Linked DNA regions of Mus musculus: region 2 is linked to region 1. A link is a contact called in public Hi-C data. All regions are on one chromosome and are shown on one strand. The core of a region is the stretch at or near the end of the contact, and the rest is flanking DNA. Distances in the headings are between cores, read along the strand shown.

What was found. Hi-C and Micro-C count contacts between places; a contact is called where the count stands out from the background.
Region 2: a Hi-C map of conventional type 1 dendritic cells shows a contact between it and region 1, with 2.0 times the contacts expected there. The contact joins the promoter of Ptbp2 here to the enhancer-like site in region 1. A contact is called at or near these places in 6 of 39 promoter capture datasets (the C10 cell line, the HPC-7 cell line, hematopoietic stem and progenitor cells and 3 more), 1 of 15 datasets of contacts at CTCF or cohesin (the NIH/3T3 cell line), 6 of 484 Hi-C or Micro-C datasets (the G1E-ER4 cell line, conventional type 1 dendritic cells, liver and 3 more), 7 of 115 datasets of contacts at active chromatin or transcription factors (the 230-238 cell line, CD8 T cells, the SCID.adh cell line and 2 more) and 5 of 9 other capture datasets (adipose tissue, bone marrow-derived macrophages, liver and 2 more).

The regions. Positions count from the first base shown.
Region 1 is chr3:119,731,059-119,736,972 of GRCm38.p6, forward strand. The region is part of intron 8 of Ptbp2 (polypyrimidine tract binding protein 2); the gene reads right to left. Among named protein-coding and RNA genes, the nearest start is that of Ptbp2, 49 kb to the right of the region's middle. Within about 2 kb of position 2,768, at least 4 of the 459 cell types and tissues checked have an H3K27ac peak or open chromatin away from gene starts, as enhancers often do. A contact at or near this core is called in conventional type 1 dendritic cells, where this site is marked.
Region 2 is chr3:119,779,710-119,785,623 of GRCm38.p6, forward strand. It overlaps Ptbp2 (polypyrimidine tract binding protein 2), which reads right to left and starts at 3,679. Exons shown (of 14, transcript NM_001310711.1): 1 at 3,493-3,679; 2 at 1,795-1,825. The coding sequence starts at 3,500.

The DNA.
Region 1 (5,914 bases), core at 1,518-4,017:
CACAGATAACATTATCCTTAAGATCTTGCTCTGTAACCTTTTGTAGCACCATCTCATTCCTATTTATTCTATGTGCCATTCAAAATATTTGTCCCTTGTGAAACACAGCGCAGACTTTGTGTCACCTTTGCTTACACTGCACACAGAGCTCCTTAGACCCTCCTGATTCTTTAGAAGATACATCAGCTATTTCTGATCATGAATCACAGATTTCACTCTCAGAAAACAACACTACATTTATTATCTTAAATCAAAACTATTCTTGGGAATCACCTCCCACTAGAATATAAAATATCATCAGACACCTTGGTATTCTGTTCAAAGTAATATGAAAAAATATGCTTAAAATCAAGAACCTAATTGAAACCTTCTGTATGTATCTTGTGTTTTCTCGTTGATGAAACTCTCCTGTATAACTTCACCTCAAGCTACCTTCTTCTGTTGCACTAACTGCACACACAGATGTGATGTAAATCTTTAGGAAGCTTTTCTGAGTTTCATACATGTCATCAGTAGCTGTCATCTTTCTGTTTTATTATTCTGGTGAGACAAGGTCTCACACTAGGTGCTTCAGACAGTTCTTGAATTCATGACATTCCTGCCTCAGCCTCCCAAATAGGATTACAGGTGCACATGACTATAGTAAGCTTATAGTTAAGTCTGCAGCATGGTTTCATTGTAACAAGTCTTCTAGAGCCAAAGGCTATTATAGAACTGTTATAGAATTCAGGCTATTCAGTCTTAAAATCCTCAATCTTCTTGGTCCTGTTCTGAGATTACAGACTGGTGTCATGACAGTTGTTCCCCAATTTCTTTTCTAAAAGAATTAAGATGTAAACATTAAGAGTATACAAAAATTCAACTACAGTAATATAAGACACAGATTAATAGACCAAGAATCCACATTTTCTCAGATCATCTTTGAACATACATTATATATGCATTAAGACTGCTCCTGGAATAACATGGGACACTATGGTACAGTAAGTTTTCCAAGTTACTGGAGTCTTTCCTAAAATAATGTTTAAAAGGTATGATATAAAGCCAGCAAGTCATTCAACAACATTACCAAGTATTATATACTGTACATTAACTATATTCACTATATGTTTATACAGTAGGCAGCACAACTGTTTCATGTCTCTCATGAGACAATGTTACTATACAGTAGCATTTTTTACCTATATTACAATCTAATGAGAACATCTTCTCTAGATGAATCCATCTCTGACTGAAACACTTAGTAAATGGTTGTATTTTAAATGTTCCTGCCACAACAAATGACATAAAGAACTTTAAGTAGAGATAAAATCTGAAGTAGTTTTTCTTTAAACTGGTATTTTTCTAGTTATTCTGTAGGGAGAAACTATCCTTAAAATAATCTGTCTAGGTATTTGACAGTGGAGTCAAATTTTTAAATAGGAACTAAATAATGGGAGACAGGACAGAGTGCTGCTAATCCTTGTATTCACGCGTTCACAACTCTTCACTAGCACTAGTCTCTTTAAAAAAGGTACTTAATTCTAGCAACGCCTTAATAATTGAAGGGAACCTTTTGATTCACAAAATTAACAAGCAGCGTTTCCATCTTTCTAAGCATGTTTTACTAATGGTTCAATAGAAACTTTAGAAGTAGAAACCACTATGAACAAATTAAAAAATGTTAAAAATATTAAAAACTACAGTAATTCATGTTTTTTGAACATACACAGATGAAAAACCAGGTCTTACTAGCATATATTATGGAAACAATGAAAACAGCTCTATTACTGCTACAATACTCACTTACAGTTTTTTCTCCTGGTGCTATGATAAAATACTTAATATAACATGTATAATGGAATGTCTTGTAAAAGCTGTTTACATTTTTCTGCATAAGTTATAGAATCACAAAAAAGGGAACCAATGGCAAATGTAATTTCAGGAAATGTTTTTTTAAAAGCAGAAGACTGACAGAAAGGCACTAAAATTATTCAAAATAATTTTGAAAGAAAATGACAAAATGATGGAAAGATGTTTATAATACTGAATATAGAGCTAGAGTAAACAAGGTAGTAAGGTACCGATAGAAACACGCAAGCATGAATGGAACATAAACACACACCAGAAAATATTTGAAAAAGAACGGATGTAACTCAATAGAGGTTCAGCCTTGGTTAGACTGGGAGAATCGGCTAGTTTGAAACAACGACAAAAAATTTTCGAAAAAACTAAAACCAAAAGTGCTAGAAAAGAGACCACACCTTCACGATTGAACCTCACAAACCACTAAGACAAGACAGTAAATTAGACCTCATCAAAATGATGGGTCTGTGCTATGGAAGCTGCTGCTGAGGGATGGAAGAGACTCCCCAGTTGTACTGTGCTATGTGGACACTCTACAGTCTAAGAAGCGACGTGGAAGTAGAACAAAGACTATTTGAGAAGTGAAAGGGAAAGGCTAGAAGGGCCAAGCAAAGAAAGTAAAAAGGTCCAATTTATTATGACTAAACTGAAAACTTCTCACTGCCTCAGTCACACCAGGGTCTGTTTCTGTTCTCACAATTATGACAAGAGGTATAATGTATTATCTTCTGCTATTTATTAAGAAAATACTATTGCTTTCTGATCTTTTTTGATTCATGGGGATGCGTTTCTTTGGAGAAAGAAATATATCTAACCTGGGATAAACTTTGATTAGTAGCTTTGTTAAGTCCCCTGCCCAGTTCCTTCCATTCTGGAGTCAGAGAAAGGGCAAGTGAGTCAACAATCACACATGAATAAACTGCATCAATGACTCCCTAGGCTACTCTCGCAGGCTACTAGAACCTGGAAGCAATGGCTCCTAAAGTATAAAGCAGATACTGGGAATAATCTAGCCTATACCCTGTACCAATTCATAAACTTCACAACAATGAATGCTTGTACCCAGTCATAATTAAAACAACTAAATACATGCAAATGTTTTGTCTAGCAACTGTATTTGTTAGCAAAGAAACTGAGGAATTTTTTGCTCTACACTGCCTTAAAGATAGGCTGAGTCATAGCATATGCCCAAAAGGGTCTGAGGTTCGGGGCTTAGTCTGCAGTACTGCTTCCAGCCCCAAAAGTAAGTGAAAGAAAGACCAGAATTATTTCGCACACACACTCTATGACAAGGCAAAGGTCTAGCTTATTGAGGGGGAAAAAAAAAACCTTAAGTTTTTGCTAACTAATGAAAAAGAAGTATGTGAAAGGAGGACAATCTTTCAAACTCCTCATTCTGATGAAAGATACTAAGGCAGAAGTCACTAGTGAATACTAACCGGTTAGCAGAAAACTAGAATGAAGGCTTCATGTGGTAATAGTAAGTCACAACCACTCTCCAGCACAACCAAGTGAGGAGCCATGGAGGAACCAGATGCTAGTGTCTTCTTCAGAGATGCAGTAAGCCCAAACGCAGTGCACACAGGAAGAATGTATGACCCCGCAGGGAAACAACCAGAGCAGTGTATAACTAGCAACTTTCTAAAAGCTTAATTTAATGTTTTTTGTCTTTTTATCAAACCAATAAAACTGAAGTTGGGACAGAAAAGAGGGCTTATCACAGTACAAAAAGAAATTATGCAGATAAATAACAACTAACATCAATTATCTCTCTCAGAATCTTGCTCTGTACAAGGCTACCTTAAAAAGATGAACAAACAAAAAGCCACTTTTTTTTTTAAATATAGGGACTGGCACAGGACCCTGAGTTACATATTGAGATTGTATCTAAAAAGACCAAACATAAATAAATACCTTTTAAAACTAAGAAATTTTGATGCAGGTTAAATATTTCGTCACATTAAGAAATTTCTGCCTAGCAGCCAGGAACAAAAACATAGGCCAACAGTGAGACAATATGGAGAGAGGGAAGAGACCTTGAAATGTTCAGCCCCAAAAGGTTATGTCTCAGTCAAAATCCCTCACCTCTGGGCTCAGGGCACTCAGTAGAAGAGGTGGGCAGAGTTTAAAAGCCGGAGGGGAAGAAGGTTACCGAGGACACAAAACCCTGTAAATCAACAGGATCAATGCACACAGACTGAGGGAGGGTCTGCCCAGGTCTGCACCAGGGTCCTAGAACCGAAAGCAGAAGTAGACACGTCTCATTCCTAACCTAAAAGCAATCTCCTACTGATAACCTCTGGTGAATGAAAATTAGTTTTCTTCAAGGGAGTCTCATTGAAAACACAAAGCACTCTTTAAGGGCAAAGCCCCAGGCTCAGCCATAGATGGCCAATAGAAAATGAACTCACTGTCTTTAAGAAGTTCCTGTCTCATGTCATGTCATGTCAAGTCATGGTCTTTTCCTCCTTTTAATTTTTATTTTTACTTTTTTAAATTTATTTTTTCTTTTATTATACTACATGGCCTTTATATGGTTTCCAGTTTTGTGTTTTTTATGGGATTAATAAGTTTCTATATCTACATGTGTTTCTTACACCTTTTGATTTTTCTTTACTAGTTTTGTCGTATGCTGATTTGATAGTTTTTGTTTTATCTTGGTACTATCCTTTAGAAGCCTTTTTGTTTACTACTGAGAGACAAAAAGGGACTGGATTTGACTGGGGGAGGGTAGGATGGAACTAGGAGGAGGAGAGGGAGGGGAAAGCATAATCAGGATATACTATCTAAGCGAAAAACTGCTCTCAATGAAAGAATAAATAAATTTAAAAACGAGGGAGAAAGAAAACCCTCTGCCTGGTTTGGTGACACAGGAGGGCATGGAATCCCAGCATGCAGGAGGCTGAAGAATAAAACATTTTAGTCTAAGGGCAGTCTGTTCTACATAGCAATTTGCAAGGCCATACTGGAACCTGGACCACATAGTGAGACTCTTGTTTCTACTCAATTAATCAGAAATTCTTGATGTGGTAGATAAATTTTGTTTTGGTAAAAAATCTGGGGATATTGTTGTGATAGTTAAGATATGACTTTGATTTAAAACACAATAGAAATAAAAACAAGTAAATTCACAGTGATCACTACTAATCTTATTACAGAAATGTGGGATTCATTCTAAGACATGGAAGACTGACATATAAATGTAATTTATAAAATATTACCATGTGAATGACCCACTTAAAAGCAACAATAGAAAAAGCTTCCAAGGTTTTAAATAAACTTGGTAATTTTAGGATTACACATAAAAGGGGGAAACATAGTAAACCTAGATTAACAATAACATTTTATCAGAATTATACCAAGTAAATTATGACATGAATATTAAAATAGACTGTGCAATGATGTCTTTTTATGAGGACATAATAAGTAATTACTAAAACCCTAAAATTTGGTATAAAAATTCCAATAGCATTTAATTTTCAACTCCTGCTTCACTAAAATATTTTGGGATATTTAAAAACGTTATGAATGTGTTGGGCCCACTCCCACTGATTTTCAGTGATGTCCACAGCCAACACATTTGGAAAAGCACCATTACACAAGAAGTACAAATTAACCTTCATGAAAAATGTTCTATCTCCTCATGACCATCAACTAACTGCACAACCTCTACTAATACTGTTATTCTAAGAATGGGTGCTACTTTATTCAAACTCTATTCTTTTGACAGATTAGTTGCTCTAATATTTTTAAGTGGCAACATGATCATGAAAAATCATTTCTAACAATTTTCTAAAGCTACCCACCTCTTAATATATTAACATTTACCTTGACAAAAATTTTAATGTGTACTTATAGTAAATAATTTTGACCAACTTGTTCTCTGAAAGAGGTATGTGAGTGAATAAATATACTGTGAAGCTTATGATTATGTTATTTAGATGTTACATTCTAAGTATCTACAAAGTACTGTGTTTTCCTTCTCTAAATATTAACTACATTTACCAAAATACTGTGATTCTCAGTAAAAGAGGGAGGGAAACCAGGTATAAGTGATAGTTTAAAAATA
Region 2 (5,914 bases), core at 2,429-4,928, 50 kb after region 1:
TAACTTAAAAGCTTCTGCTGAGTGGAATACAACAGAAGACTTCCCTGAGTCCATTCATTTAAAATTCTAAAAATACAAGCGAATCTGCAGTGAAAGCAGATCACTCGCTTCTGGGGAGAGGCAAGGCAAAGGGGACAACAGAGGGGCAGGAGGGCATTCCTATGAGTAACAGGTTTCTACCTCGATTGTAGTAGTGGCTTCGCCCACTCGAGTAAGTGTGTGTAAGTGTGTGTGTGTGTGTGTGTGTGTGTGTGTGTAAATGAGACATTGCATACTTTAAATACGAGTAAGTGTGTGTAAGTGTGTGTGTGTGTGTGTGTGTGTGTGTGTGTAAATGAGACATTGCATACTTTAAATACAGGCAGTTTATGTCATACCAAAATAAAAATTTGAAAAGGTCAGGATTCTACAAAAAATAAGAAATGCATGATAATGTGCAAATCAGTAATTTTTAAAAATGAAAAACTTAACACATCTACACCTAAGCAACTGAACTGTGAATGAAGGAGAAATGGATACTACAGTTTCAATTATTTTAAAAACGCACATAGATTACTTTCTTTACAACTATTTACTTGTAAGAAAGTTTAAGTGCCGTACAAACTGCTGCAAACAATATAAGAATTTAACCAATATAGTAGAAAATGATAAAAAATGAACTTTAACTTTACAAAATTTTATATTAAACATTTTAGAATGGGTAGTGAATATTTTTATACAATTTTCAAGTAACAGACCACAGAGCTATTACTTAACTCATTTTTATAACTTATCCTCTAGTAAAAGACCACAGAGCTATCAGTTAACCCATTTTGACAAAGTACCTTGTAATCATTTATTCTTTTATATAATTCACAGAAGAAATCTATTTGGATAATAACTACAATATCAAGACATTTTGTACTCTTGACCTATTCCTGACTTCAAAGCTCTTAATATCTCAACTTGAAAAACATGACTGTCAATGAAACTAAATGTTCTACACGATATTAAAGCATGGGCCTCTAGATCATTATCATAGAAAACACAGTAACATCTCCTAACCTATTCTGAAGATTAAACCATCATAAACATAATTTTTTAAAGTCCAAGAAAAATACTGAAGGTCAACTTCACTAAACCAGGTACACTTACAGTTCTCCTAAGGGTATTTATATGCATGGGGTTTTATATTTATACTTATAATTAAGGTTGAGGGACAGGAGAAATCCTATTACAGGCTTGGGCATAAGTTAAAAGACAAAGAATCTGTCCTAACAAGGTGGAAAGGCTTGCAACCAACCAATCTGTAATGCACCAAGACACTAAAAGGTCTGTCTATGCCTTCAAGGAAGTGCCAGATGGTAGGCATGGAGTCAATTGTAAGGGCTGAGCAGTTTTTCTACCCAAGAAGTGAGGGAAAAACCTACACACACAAGAAAGCTCTTCAACAACTCAAGCTGGAAGGACTTAAAGCAACTGTGTCCTTCTTCCATGTCAGGACAACTGATTACCAGTGTGATTCATGCCTAGCACACACATTTCACTTTAATCAGAGTCAACTGTTTTAAACTAACACTTTACACTACTTAAAGAGGTTAAAAAAAAATCTGCTTATTATCAAGTAATTAACATACCATGGTCATTATCAATATCCAACTGTACAGTTGTTTATAGACTCTGACTTTACAAATTAAAGGAAATATTTTAAGCTTGGCTTTTGTTGTCAAGGCTAACTGAAATTTTCCACTCTTTACAATGGTACCATATCCAACATCCCCAGTTTCCACGTTACTTTCAAACATAATCTCCTACCTTCACACCAACAGCAACCTCAGTGACAATTCTGTAAAGGAAAAAATAAAAGTGTCAACCTCTTACTCTTCTAATGATCAATGCTTAACTTTAAAACTTTTAAGATCTTTTATAAATTACCCAGGCCCTGGCAATACACAGATGCTCAGTGATAATTTTTTTTAACTATTATTTACCTGGAGGTTTTTTGTTTTTGTTTTTTGTTTTTTTTTTTTTTTAGAAATAATTTTGAACCATTCGACGTTTCAGTCAGTTTATGATCATTTTTAAGAACCTTTAACAGCAAGATGAAAATGCAGAAACACTATACTATTCCTAACGTGCTTATATACTGACATCAGCAACGTTGAGTGAGTTCTTTGGTAACCTAAACAAAATCTGGAAATTGGAAAACTGTCTGGGGATAATTCACATGTCTAAAGCTACATTTCCTGTGGTAAATAATATCCCATTAAGGTAATTTGTGGCAATGATGTTTAAAGCCTTTTTATTATCTCTTCTAAAACACCAGATAACTAACTCTAGACTGATAACCTATTGAATAAACTCGGATTTTACTTTCTTAGACTCGTCAAATCCAGACCCTCAATTTTAATAAAGGTTCATGTTCACTGGGTCTCTTTTCGTGCCCCTTCCTCTCTGTGGGCTGTGAACTGTGGCCCCCTTCTCTGAACAATGAGTTGAACTGGGTCGTTCGGGATGTGGAGTTAACAAGGGCGCGACATTGGTGAGCCTCCTCTTTTCTTCTCACAGCTCTCTCATCTCACTCAGCATCCTCCGGTCTTCACGCCCAGCCTCTCCAAAGATGCAACACGACTCTGATCCATGTTCCATATTTGCTTGGGGGGCTGGTGTGGGGGGGGGGGTGTTTGTTTTTATTTTTGTATTTTTTTTTCCTCCAGAAACTAATCAAAGTAGGGGGCGGGGGAAGGCCAACCCTGTGTGGATTATCTGTTGTCTGCCTTGCGTGGCTTGTGGCCTTTGCCCATGTGACTGATGCTGCCTCTCCAACACTTCATGGGGGTTTGGTTTTGTTTATGGCTTAATTTCTGGGCCCTGTGGGCCGAGCCCCGAATTCTTGTTGTTGTCGTTGTGGTGGTGGTAAAGGCATTCCGATGGCCTCCCGCCCCCGCTCCCAGACTCGGATGAAAACAAAGGAGTGTGACATGTGCCCTCCTCCCTCCCGCCGCCACGCGCCCTCCCCTTCCCCGCAGCTCCCACTCGGCGCTCCGGCCGCGGCGTTTCGGGCGAGGCCGGGGATGGCGGGCCTCGCTCAGGCTTCGCGCTCCGCACAGGCCTCCGCGGCTTGGCCCGCTCGCGCCCGCGCCGCCGCCGCCGCCGCCGCCGCCACCCCAGGGTTCGGGTCTCCCCGCGGCGTCGACATGGCTCCCGAGGGGGCAGGGCCGCCCCGGGCTTCCCGCCCCATCCCCCGCAGTCGGGCCGCCCCGCGTCCCCACAGCAGCCCCGAGGCCTCCCCGGCCTCCCAGCCGCGGCTGCGGTTCGAGCCGGTAGCCGGAGCGGCCGAGGGAAGCCCGGGGAGGGGTGTGTGTGATGGGGCGGGGGTTGGGTAACGGCGGCGCGGCCTGGGAGGGGCCGCCCGAGCCCCGCTTCCCGGGACCCGACCCGACCCGGATCCCGGCCGCCGCCTCGCCGGCCTCCTCTCCCTCGCCCATCTCCTCACGGGCTCCCGGTACCTACCCGTCCATTGCCGAACCGGACAAAGCTTCGCTCCCAAGAACCGAGCCACGCAGCCAGCGAGCCACACAAGCGGCGAGAAAATGGCGGCCAGGGCCCGACGGAAATTGCCGAAGGTGCCGGAGCGCACGGGGCAGCGCGCGGCGGCGGAAAGAGCCGAGCGCGCGGGCGCCCGGCGGCGGCGGGAGACGAGCGGCGGGGCACAGGGACCGGGGGAGTGGGCGCCTCCGCCGTTGGCTGCCTCCGCCCGCTTGCCCGCCCGCCCGCCCGCGCGCGCACTGCCTCCCGCCCTCGGAGACGAGCCCGCTGCAGTGGCTGGCTGACCTGGGTTCTTTCTCTTCCGTGGGCGGTGTGAGTGGGACAGCCTGCAGCCTGCACCGTGTGTGCCTCAGGCTAGCCCGGACTGCAACCCTGCTGCTCTCAGGCTGCTTCCACTCTTCCTTCCAACCTCAAGCTGCATTATTACCACAAAGGACCAATCCCAGGCCCGGCCCGGGCACCCTTCGCCCTCTCAGCTCTAGAGAAAAAGACTTTATAGCTGCATCCTAGACCTCGTTTACAAATTCTTCATCCTCAAAGAGCTTACCCCCCTGGTCAAGATCCATTGCTTAGGAAAATATAACAACATCTCCTAATTAAGGACTGCTCACCAGCTTAGTGTTTGCTTACAAACCTGGAATCAATCAGGCCAAGAGGAAGAAAAGGTGATTCTCATGTGGGTTGGTAATTTTTGTGCATCTGTTAGGAAAAACATATATTCCAAGATCCCTACATGGGAATGGCCACACGCTGAGCGAGCGAGGTGGCAGAAAGCGTTCCTGTATTCCAACATTTGGGGATATGGAAAGAGGAGGCCAATTGAGTTAGCATTAGTTACAGGGGATGAAAATGTTAAAACGGCCTAGACAAAAATCACTTTTCCATAGAACTAAAGGTCTTAATATCATAGAACATGTTTTCCGTTCTTCTTTAATGTATTTGTATCATAGCCCCAGCAACATTTGGTTTCGGAAAATGTTCCCGGCATGCCACTAATGCCAGCACCACCCTTTGCTCTTCCCTACCTCCTCCAGCACTTACCAACTGTGTCTGTCCAGGTGTCCTCCATACCTCCTCCAGATCTGCCGCGTCCCCTTCAAGAAGCCTCTTGCCCTTACCACCTGGAATTTCACCTCACTAAATGGGAGATTGTATATTATTTTTAAAAGATAAGTCAGAACCTGGCCCCAGCTACTCCAGAGGATGAAGAAACTTAGTGAGACCTTGTTTCAAAGGCAATCAACAACAACCACACACATATGTGCACTGTTGTTGCTCTAAGAACGTTTCCAAGCCACCACCTGGTCAAATAGTCTTGATTTGCCTTAGGGATTGTCGATTCTTTTTAAAAATCTAATTTCCGGCAACACCTCCCTTCTATCTATACTTTTGACTTATGATACGTAAAGGCCCCATTATCATTTCCATTAATAATAGTTTTTCATGGGTTGTGGTTTTGTTCACATAGTTTCAACTCAACAATTAAATCTGTATGCTCCCAGAGGGAGGGAGGGAGGGAGGGGATCCAGGATGCATTCTCCATCTTCTTCGCACTGGCACAATCAACACTGATAATTGGTTCTCGTTTTATCTCAGGGAAGACAATCTGGGTCAAGAAGAGCAGAACTTCTGTCAAGTGTCAGATGTTCACTAAACTACAACCTTTTGTTGGTCTTCTAATAAAGTATAAGGGCAAACCACAGCACAGTCAATATGCTGGCTTATTTAAGTCAACACTTCGGTAGGAAATATGTGAGGTAGTTCGCAAGGCAAGACACATAAAGCACTAGATTTTAAAATGTAGTAAAGAAATAAGGGTTTAAAGTTGGGAATGATGCTGATGTATCAGCACACAGCAATAGGCTCCTCTGGACATCTACCTGAGGTTTCTGTTTCAAGCCATTTGTTCAGTGGTAAACCGTGGCTGGGAAATATTAAGTGTAAAATCTAGACATGATTTATAGTTTAAAATTCTGCACCATTCTGAGGTAAAGCATAATGAAATCGCCTCCATCTCACTCTCCAGTCAGGACATGGGTCACCTCTATGTTCAGTGTATCAAGGCTAAACACGCTATCTTCCAGCTAGCTTATTCAATGAACAGGTGTCTTCGATCAGCTTAACTATCATGTTATCTCAAGGTTTGTATGTGCAGGAAGGAGTTCCTTAGTTACCTCAACTCCCAAAGCACGAGAGTAGTGCTCCTGGCAATCCGTATGCCAAGAAAGTGTCATATGTCAAGAAATCGTAAAATGCTTCCCTGGAGGTGAACAAGCAACCAAGTATTTCAAGACAGGAAACATATTCCCATGTCTTTCCTGAGTATGTTTTGTGCAGTTACTCTGTTTTTAGTATTGTTAATCTCTGGCTATGTCTAATATACGAA